Linked DNA regions of Rattus norvegicus: region 2 is linked to region 1. A link is a contact called in public Hi-C data. All regions are on one chromosome and are shown on one strand. The core of a region is the stretch at or near the end of the contact, and the rest is flanking DNA. Distances in the headings are between cores, read along the strand shown.

Region 1 (5,091 bases), core at 1,294-3,793:
TTTGGGGCTGTCCCCGGGGAAAGAATAGATGCCTGTGCACTTAGACAAAGCAGCCCTGTGGTAGAGGGCATCTCCCCTCACCCCTGTCTACCACCTGCCTTGGGACTGACTTAGGACTCTGGGAGCTTCTTCCACGGCTCTTTTCACAGGGTTTCCTAATTGATAGGTTGCTTGTCCTTATCCTGTGGGAGCCAGAATCAGGCCTTGTTGGACCTCTGAGGTGCAGCAGGGACTGACATCTGACAGACACTGCTCCCTGGGGTGTGCTCTTCAGCCTGCCCACCCCCAGCCAACTGCCCAACCTCATAGGTACCGCTCCCCTTCCATTGGTGTTTCTCATGTATGTATGTATGTATGTATGTATGTATGTGTAAGGGTGTTAGGTTCCCTAGAACTAGAGTTACAGACAGTTATGAACCACCATGTGGTTGCTGGGATTTGAACTCAGGACCTCTGGAAAAGCAGCCAGTGCTCTTAACCTCTGAGCCATCTCTCCAGACCTCCTTTCCTTCTTTTCAGTCACAGCCTCTGGTTCACAGAGCCAGCTACGTCCTGACTGCAGAAACCCTTCCTACCATATTCTGCGGCCCCTCAGCACACTGTGCTATGACACCTTGATGTGACAATGACAGTGATAAATTACTACTGGCTGCCTAATTCCTTTCCTACTCATTAATGACCCTGGCACAAGCAAGGGGGCCATCATCACCCATCTAAGGGGAGGAACCTGGGATGCGAGCCTGCAGGTGAGAGCCAGGTCTCTGCTCAGACCTGACAGGCTGTGGGCCTGGGCATTTGCACTTCATCAGAAGGTCTGCAAGTTGTCTGGGGAATGTTACAGCTCCATATAGCATATGCTTGGAACATAGCTGTCAACGGTGTGGTTACATGGCAGTTACACAAGTATCTGTTAACGAAGTAAGGCGGAAGGTGGAGCTGTTTTGTGGAGTTGCAGTCAGTCTGGCCTATAGGACAGTCAGAGTCACCACATGAGGTGGGTGAAACTGATAAGAAGGCCAAAGTGAAAAGATCTGGCCAAAGACAGCCTTCCACTACATCAGCGAAGATAAACAAATCTTTCAGTGCAGGGACCTAATTTCAAATCTCAGAACATCAACACAGGAGTCTCTCCAACCTGGGCTAGCAGAATTACAAAACTTTAGATCCCCAAACCCATCCAAAAAGAGATCCTGGTATTTATGACTTTGTATTGCTTCTGAGATTCCTGGTGAATACTGACCTCCCATGGTGGGAAACACACCCAAACCCCGACCTCAGAAACCAGAAGGTCAGGTTCATCCAGCTAGAAAGACAAGTAGCCTCCTGTCTGGGCTAACTGGCATTTAACCAGGTGGGATGCCCATCTGGCATCCTTCACTCTCTTTAACTGGTGTTGGTAAAGGGACCAACTGGTAGTATCCTGGGTTGTATTCCAGTCCTTATAAGGTAGTTCCACCCATGACTGCCACCCCTACCTAACAGCTCTAGATGCCCACACCCTCCACCTCTTAACCCCTGCCCTGCTGTAGCACATGAAGCTTTTGCCAGGGGGGAAAACAGTGCAACATGTTTATACAGTACCCACGCTGCTGTGGCAAGAATCTAAACGTTCTGAGGGGGTGGGGAGATAGGGCACTGAACACTGCCCATGTGCCATCTCCCAGCACTCCCAGAGCTATGCGAATCTTATCATCGTTATCTTTCATACTTCATCCTGTTGTCACAAAACAGTTTACCACAGCGGCCATCCAGGTTACACAAGATCACAAAGGTCTACTGTGGGGAGCGGCTGGGATATTCACTCCTCCATCCTGCCATTAGTTACAAAACCCTCAAATAAAACATCCTTTCCTACTTCAGAGCCTTGACCCCTGAGACATGGCCCCTGTTGGGAATCTTATATGTGACATCTCCACTCCATTTCCCCCGGGACACAAAAAGTGCTCCAGGCGCTCACTCTCTGTCCTGGCTCTAAGTCACACCCCAGCGCGCGATGGCTTTGTTTTGTTTTGGTTGGGTTAGGCTGTTTTGGAACTGAGCTAAATGGGCCCTCCCCCATCCCCCATAACTGTGACAGGCGGTGGTGGCGCAGGCTGGGAACTTCCAGTGCCAGGGCTCGGCCTGTGGCACTGCCCTGGTCCGGTTTGGGGCGGCTGGGTCTTGGCTGCCCTCCTCCCCGGAGGCTGCTGGGGAAGTCCCGCCTGGGGACAGCGCCCTCCCCGTGACTGCGATGCGTCAGGGCGCCGGCCCGCGAGTGTCCCGGAGCGTGCGTCGCAAGGGGGTTGGAGTGGCCCGGCCTGACCGGACGGTGAGGCTCAGGCCCGCTACAGCTGGACGGCGACCCGGGTCAGGCGGCCGTGGGGCCGTGGGAGGCGGGCCCAACCCGTTCCTTACCTTCCGTGGCTGTTCCCGTGTCGGGGTTCCCCGGGCGGCGCCGCGCGCTGGGCCGGGCCGGTCCCGAGGCTGAGGCTGAGGCTGAGATGAGCGCAGAGCGGAGACGCGGGACAATGCGGCCGGCGGAGGCCCGCGCTGCGCGAGTGGGGCAGGGCGGTGCGCGCGTGGCCGAGTGTGTATGTGTGCGCCTGTCAGTCAAGGCTGACAGCCCACAAGTCATTGGCCAGGCCCAGCCGGCCCGCCCCGCCCTCCGTTGCCGCCCATTGGTTGGTTTGAACACAAAGGCTCCGGCTCGGCCCGCCCTTCGCGTGGGCCCTGTAGTTCGCGCGTGGGAGGCGGGAGCAAGTAGGACCTCCTGGCTGTGGGACTTGTGCGTTCCGTCGCCCACCCGTGCCCACGCTCACGCCGCGCCGGAGCTCTAAAGGCTTTAGGTGCTGGTGCACACAGGGTGTCATGGAATTGGCCATTGGGAAAGGATCCCTCCGTGGACCCCGCGCGCACCGGTGGTGTGGACACTTCCCAGCGCCAGCCCTGTCTGCCCACTTTAAAGACAAGGGAAACAGATCCATGGAAGTTTTGTTTCTTTTCTTTTCTTTCTTTTTTTTTTTTTTCTTTCTTTTTTTTTTGGAGCTGAGGACCGAACCCAGGGCCTTGCGCTTTCTAGGCAAGCGCTCTACCACTGAGCTAAATCCCCAACCCCGGAAGTTTTGTTTCTTACATAGAACCTACCCAGAGGGGAAGTTGGGTCTAGAAGATTAATACTGTTTTAATTTTAAGGTTGAATTTTTAGTTCCAAGATGGGCAGGATACTACCCATTTTCCCCAACCACCCATTTTTGTTGTTTTAGTTTGTTTTTGCTTTTCCAAGACAAGATTGTACTGTCACAGAGATCCACCTACCTCTCTGCCTCCCGGAACTGAGATTAAAGGAGTGCACCGCACCGCCATGTCCAGTCAGAAATCCCAAATTTCACAGCAGCTTTTCTGTTTTAAGGAAGGCTTCATCCACAGCAGGTGGCAAGAGAAGGTAGGGCTAGCAACATATTCTCCTACTTTTCCACCCTCTGGAGTGAGTTCCTGACTCCACAGACCTGTCCCCTTTCCACACACCATCCCCCCAAAAGATGAAGGAGTGTGGCTGGGGATAAAACACTTCTGTTCAGTCTCTTCTAGGGAAGATGACAACCAGTGTCCTTCAGTTTAAAATGCCAGGAAAAAAAAAAATGAGACAAGAAAATGATAAAATAACAAAAGCAGGTATAGAAAGGCAGTAGGAAACTCAGGAAGCACAAAACCCCTCGTATTGGTTTGGTTCCACCGCCAGATTAAAGCAGACCCCCTTTCTAGACCTCCATTATCCCATCTGGAAATGGGGTGCTGCCTACCCTTGCAGTATCTTTGGACCTGTGCTAACTAGTGTTATTTCTGAACAACCTAGACTTCCTGCGAACTAACGCCTGCGTGAACGTTAGCTGGACAGGGAAGATACCTATGCAGGAGAGGGACTCTGGGTTGGGTCCAGGCTCACTCCGTGTAGTCTCCACCTCCATTACAGAGCCTGCTTCCCTACCCCAGGTGCTGGTTTGTGCCTCATACCCATAGACTGGCTGCAGGCAACCATTCCCCTGTATGCTAGGCCGCTACACATGAATGGGTGCTAATCCTCGGTTCTATGATTGGATCTGAAATGGAAGGGCTTTTCAGACTTTGGAGTGAGATGATCCTGGATTATCAGGGGCCTTGTGACAAGAATTCATTTCAGGAAAAGGCATGGATAAGGGAAAGGGGCGCAATATGGCCTCTGAGACAGAGATCAAGGCCCAGAGAGGAGGAATGCCCACAAGGACAAGTAATGGACTCTCCCGAGGGAAAGGAAAGTCACGGGGCCCTGCCACACTTTCATTTTGGAGGGGCTAGTGACCAATCACAGATTTCAAGCCTACAGAACTATGTGGGGCAATACAATTCTGTTGCTTTAAGTCACCAAGTTTATAGCCATTTGTCATAACAACTATAGGAAATCAATGCAGGGAAATAAAAATTCTCAGCTTTGGTAATTCCATCTCCATTGTCATGACAGCCCTTATCGGATCTCTGAGAGACCTTACAGACTTCTGTCCCTGTCATTTCTGTCCCTTCTGGGGAGGTCTGTCATGTGTAAGGCGGCCTTCTCTCCATCACCCACTGGAGGCCCTCATTACTTTGCTTTTTTTTCTCATCGTTCCCGTGTTGTGGAGGGGCAGAGACACTGGTTTGCCCCAAGTAAAAGAAGATCGCAGAGGGGGACAACCCTGGCCAGGAGAGTGGGATCACATTCTGGCTTTATCATCCTCCATTTTTCTTTTCTTTTCTTTTTTTTTTTTTTTTTTTTTTTCGCCTCCTGTAGTGCCTTCCCCATTTTACAGCTCCATGCCGGAGCACACACGAGGGCTCTAGAAAAATAATAAAGTTATGTTCCTTCCCACGTGGGTAGAAAGATGTTACTTTTTTATCATGCGTAATGCTCCTCTTTTATGAGATCAGCATGAACTTGATGTCCTAGTTTGGTTCCCTGTGGCTGTGATAAAAGCATGGACCAAAAGCAGCTTGGAGGAGGAAAAGACTTCTCTGGCTCACTTGTCCTTATTGCAGTCTCTCACTGAGGACAGTCCGCAGGAATTCAAGCAGGAGCAGAGGCAGAAACTGTAAAGAGTTACT
Region 2 (5,091 bases), core at 1,427-3,926, 340 kb after region 1:
AATTATGCGGATGACCTGGCAGTACTTCTTCATGCTGTTGAAGTCCTTCTCCAGCTGCTTCTTGCCTGTGTCATCTTGCCATTTCTTACAGTACTTGGTAAAAGCCTTCTTCTTAGATTTGTGCCTTCAGGAGCAGAGCACAGTTGGGGAAGGGGCCTGGTGCAGGCCTTCATCACCCTTTCGGTGGGCGAGAGGAAGGCAGACTGGCACCATTTGGGGATGGGGCTCTTTGCCGGCTTCTAAGGAGCCTTTTCCACCGGCAAGCGGAGCCTGGATGAAGCTCATCGGGCAGAGCCGAGCGGAGCTGAGCAGAGGTTCACAGGTTAATGTAAGCCACAAATATACACAACACACAATTTTTGCTCCAGGGTACTGAACTTCTTTGTGAGAGGGGCAACATCTCACAGTACTGGGAAACAGGGACCCAGGTCAGAGGCAGGGGACTTAGTACAGACAAGGTTTAAAGGCCAGCATCTAATACTAAGGTCTAAATGCAAAATGATGTGTCTGTTTCCCAGCTGCCCTGCCATTTTTCAGATCCAAAGCTACACTAACACTTCAGCTAACCAACACCCAAGGGTAACACTCAGGTTCTGGCTCAAAAAAAGCCAAGGTCTTAAAAAAACCCTGGGGCTGGAGAGATGGCTCAGTGGTTAAGAGCATCGACTGCTCTTCCAGAGGTCCTGAGTTCAATTCCCAGCAACCACATGGTGGCTCACAACCATCTGTAAAGAGATCTGATGCCCTCTTCTGGTGTATCTGAAGACAGCTACAGTGTACTTGTATATAATAAATAAAAATCTTTAAGACCCATCTCAGTGTCCCTTAATTCTGGGGCAGCCCTTGGGCTGAGTCAAGTTTCTTACCAATTCTTATAGAAACGCCTTTTACACTCATCGCTGATGTGCTCAGCAAATACAGTCTTGAAGGTCCGGAGGCCTCGTGGGGTTTCTACATATCCCACAATACCCACAACCACCATGGGTGGGGTTTCCACAATGGTCACAGCCTCCACAACTTCTTTCTTATTCACCTCTGTAAAGACAGACATAGGCATCAGTGAGGCCACAAATACCCGAGGACTTTGTGTCTACTTTGAAGGGCCTTCTGCCTCTGCACCATTAATACTGGACCTTCCACGACTGCTCTTCTCATCCGGACTCTCCACCAAGTGGAAGCTTCTAACAGTTGAGCCCAAGACACATCAGGAATGCAGCTAATCTAAAGCAGGCAGTACGCCAGGTGCTGACTACCAGCGCTGTAATAGCAGCAAAAGGCCATGTGTTTTCATTTCAGACTGTCTCAAAGCGCAGCTTCGTCACAGGCCTTAGTTCAGGTCTCTTCATAACTTGTCAAACATACAGTTGCTAACTATCTAGAAAAAGTTGCAAGTAGGCAAAAATCAAAGCTCAAGGGATCTCTTTTTTTTGGTTCTTTTTTTCGGAGCTGGGGACCGAACCCAGGGCCTTGCGCTTCCTAGGTAAGCGCTCTACCACTGAGCTAAATCCCCAGCCCCTCAAGGGATCTCTTGAGTCTAATATTGTCTATCCTTTCATAGGACCTGGGTTTGATTCCTAGGTAAATGAGCCTTTGTTCCAGATTAGCACAAAGCACCATCGGATGGAGGTCACCTACTGTTCTTTGCAAATTTACTGTAACTACAGGCATAATTACACACAACCCCAAGTTGGACAAGTTTTGTACATACTAGATCCTGGCCGGTCAACTTCCCGGACAATGTGGGTCATGCCAGCCTTGTACCCTAGGAAGGCTGTGAGGTGAACAGGCTTGGAAGGGTCATCCTTAGGGAAGCTCTTCACTTTTCCACGATGCCGGCTGCTGCGCTTCCGAGGCAAGAAGCCCAAGGACCCATGCCTAGGAGCTGAGAATTTCCTGTGAGACTGAGGTAAAACGGGAGAATCACTAACAATGCTGTGAGAAGACTTTCCCATCTCTTACCATTAAGCAAAAGAGGACTCCACTTTTGTCCTAAGATAGACTGCAACAATACTAAATGCTTTAGTTCTAGAGTTTCAACGAACAACTAAGTGACGATACTAAAATCTCCTAAACAAGTTACCTTTGGGTGAATTTTCAGGAGTCACCACTAAATGGCAACATGGCCGACAAAGGCACAGCCTATTACAAGTAGGCCTCTAGAACTCCCAAAGCCAGATCAGAACATGACAATCAGCACAGAGATTCTGCCCGCCCGTCAAAGGATTCATCATTTGTGGCTTCTGGGAACTCCAGAGATCCTCCTTCCTTTCTTGGAACCACATTCCAAGGTGGATTCGACCAAAGTTGCAAAACGTCTCAGGTTTAGTCAATGCATTCCTGAAAAGCCCACGGCCATCCCTACCAGGCTAACCATGGGCCCAAACCTCGAATAGGCCACAAAATAGCCAGTTCTACTAGAGTCCCTTAGGATTGCGCTCAATCAAATGGCTGTCCCAGAGGCCCAAGTCGGTCCCACACGTTTTCTATAAACCCATTTAGGACCCTGGATATAGGGATGGTCGCGGCCCGTCCACTGACTCCCTAGAATAACCTCTCAGTATTGGTGAGGCCGGGATGGCGCCGATGGTAGGCCGATACAGTCAGGCCAGCGGAAGACTATAGAGGAAAGCATCACAGTCGTACATACCATCTCGCCGCCACACGCCGCCGATAGAGATCGAGCAGGCGCTGGTGCAGGCTATATAAAGCCACTCGATGGCTCCGCCTTCTCAGCGTGCGAACGTGCTGCCGCAGTGGACGTCGGGTCGAAGGGCACGAATGGAACATCATTTTACACACGTTTCCCCGCCCCCTCGGGATTGACAAATAGCGTTTGTACGGAGGGTGGTTGGGTTCAAACTTAGCGAAACGCTTTTGAATGTAATGAATCTACGGCGGTCTGCAGCAGCCAAATTTGATGAGGAAGAAAAATGAAGGCATTGTGTTTCCCGTCACCTCTAGAACGGAATCACACAGTGCTAGTCCCTTCGGTCCCACACAGCAACGAAACAACGGCGTTTTGAAGCAGGCCTAGTGTGATACAACTGACTGTATTGCTCTTGAGAGCTCTTAAGATAGAAAGGCTGAATGAAACTGCTTTTTTTTTTCTAACCAGTGATTTTGATTTGACAATGACTTGCCTTTAATACGCCATGATTTTGGGTACATCTCCCTCGAGTCCTGTCTCTGCCATTTCAGTCCCCAGATGCCGTTCCCGTTCATAATTTTCAGATTTACAAACGTGCGAAGTTTTTTTTTCCCTGTGTGTACGTAAGTGAGCCATGTGCGTCCCTGGCGTTTTCGGAAATCAAAAAACTGTCAGATCCCCCTGGAACTGAAGTTATAGACTGTTGTTAATGCTGTGAACTAAACCCGGTCCCGTGGGATGACAACAAGTTTTCTTTTCTTTCTTTTTTTTTTTTAAGATTTATTTATTCATTTAATGTGTATGAGTACACTGTAGCTGTCTTCAGAAGTACCAGAAGAGGGCATTGGATCCCATTACAGATGGTTGGGAGCCACCACGTGGTTGCTGGGATTTGAACTCAAGACCTCTGGAAGAGCAGTCAGTACTCTTCACCGCTGAGCCATCTCTTCAGCACCCGGCAACAAGTTTTCTTTTTTTTTTTTTTTTTTTTTTTATTACACACCAAGCAACCTTTTATTTGACATAAAGTTCATTTTCAAAATTTAGATATGAAGATCTAAGGTGACTGGAAGTTCTCAGCCATTACTACCGTACCTTAATATGTCTTCTACTCTTCAACAGTCACGAGTTCAGTCGTTCCCATCTGACCCTGCGGTGGCCAAGGCGTGGCGCGGCCTCACATCGTATCGATTTCACATGGTGGCCGGTGAGCTAGCCTTTACCACACTTCTGCAGAGTTGACGGCCTGCGGCCAGCACCATAACCGCCCTTTGTCTCCCGCATCTTGATCGCTCGCAAATAGGGGCCCCAAGTCATTCGCACACTCCTACTACATAGGAGCATCCAAACAGCAGCAAAAGAGGGCAACAAGTTTTCTTAACCACTGAACCATTTCTCCAGATCAAGAATTTTAGTGAATTTATTTTTAGTACAACATAGTTTTATTAAAAAAGAAATTTAAGGGGTTGGGGATTTAGCTCAGTGGTAGAGCGCTTGCCTAGGAAGCACAAGGCCCTGGGTTCCGTCCCCAGCTCCGAAAAAAGAACCAAAAAAAAAAAAAAAAAAAAAAAAGAAATTTAAAAAATTCTGATAGTGGAGGAGCACTACTTAAGGATACTATTCTTAGTAAGTTCTTTTTTAGTTTTATATGTATGAATGTTTTCCTCATTTATGCATGTACACCACTTAAGTGCAGTACTGAAGGGGTCAGAGTACTGGGGAGATTAGAAGAGGGTGTGGGATCCTCTGGAATCAGAGTCACAAATGGTTGTTGTGCTTGGAACTAAACCTTGGTCCTCTGCAAGAGCCCTTAACTACTGAGCCATTCCTCCAGTCCAAAGAAGATTTTTTTCTTTTTTCTTTTTTTTAAAAAGACCTATTTATTTTATGCATATGAGTACACTATAGCTGTCTTCAGACACACCAGAAGAGGGCATCAGATCCCATTACAGATGGTTGTGAACCACCATGTGGTTGCTGGGAATTGAACTCAGGACCTCTGGAAGAGCAGTTGATGCTCTTAACCGCTGAGCCATCTCTCCAGCCCTTTTTTCTTTTTTTAAGATTTGTTTTTTATGGGGCTGGGGATTTAGCTCAGTGGTAGAGTGCTTACCTAGGAAGCGCAAGGCCCTGGGTTCGGTCCCCAGCTCCGAAAAAAAAAAAAAAGAACCAAAAAAAAAAAAAGATTTGTTTTTTATTTATGTGCGAACGCTGTCGCTGTCTTCAGACAAACAAGAAGAGGGCAACGAATCCCATTACAGATGGTTGGGAGCCACCATGTGGTTGCTGAAAATTGAACTCAGGACCTCTAGAAGAGCAGTCAGTGCTCTTAACCACCGAGCCATCTCTCCAGCCTTTCCTTCCTTCTTTCTTTTAAATTTATCTATTTTTATTTTATATGCATTGGTTTTTGCCTGCACATATGTCTGTGTGAGGCTGTCAGA

What was found. A called contact is a pair of places that touch in the nucleus more often than the background predicts.
Region 2: a Hi-C map of Schwann cells shows a contact between it and region 1, with 4 times the contacts expected there. The contact joins the promoter of Rpl3 here to the promoter of Sun2 in region 1. A contact is called at or near these places in 5 of 12 Hi-C or Micro-C datasets (the A7r5 cell line, the Rat2 cell line, Schwann cells and 2 more).

The regions. Positions count from the first base shown.
Region 1 is chr7:113,170,351-113,175,441 of GRCr8, forward strand. It overlaps Sun2 (Sad1 and UNC84 domain containing 2), which reads right to left and starts at 2,544. Exons shown (of 18, transcript NM_001427689.1): 1 at 2,395-2,544.
Region 2 is chr7:113,505,314-113,510,404 of GRCr8, forward strand. It overlaps Rpl3 (ribosomal protein L3), which reads right to left and starts at 2,677. Exons shown (of 10, transcript NM_198753.3): 1 at 2,648-2,677; 2 at 1,709-1,901; 3 at 867-1,035; 4 at 1-124. The coding sequence starts at 2,650. Snord43l1 (small nucleolar RNA, C/D box 43 like 1) reads right to left here and starts at 2,236; the gene lies at 2,173-2,236. LOC120094021 (small nucleolar RNA U82P) reads right to left here and starts at 179; the gene lies at 125-179.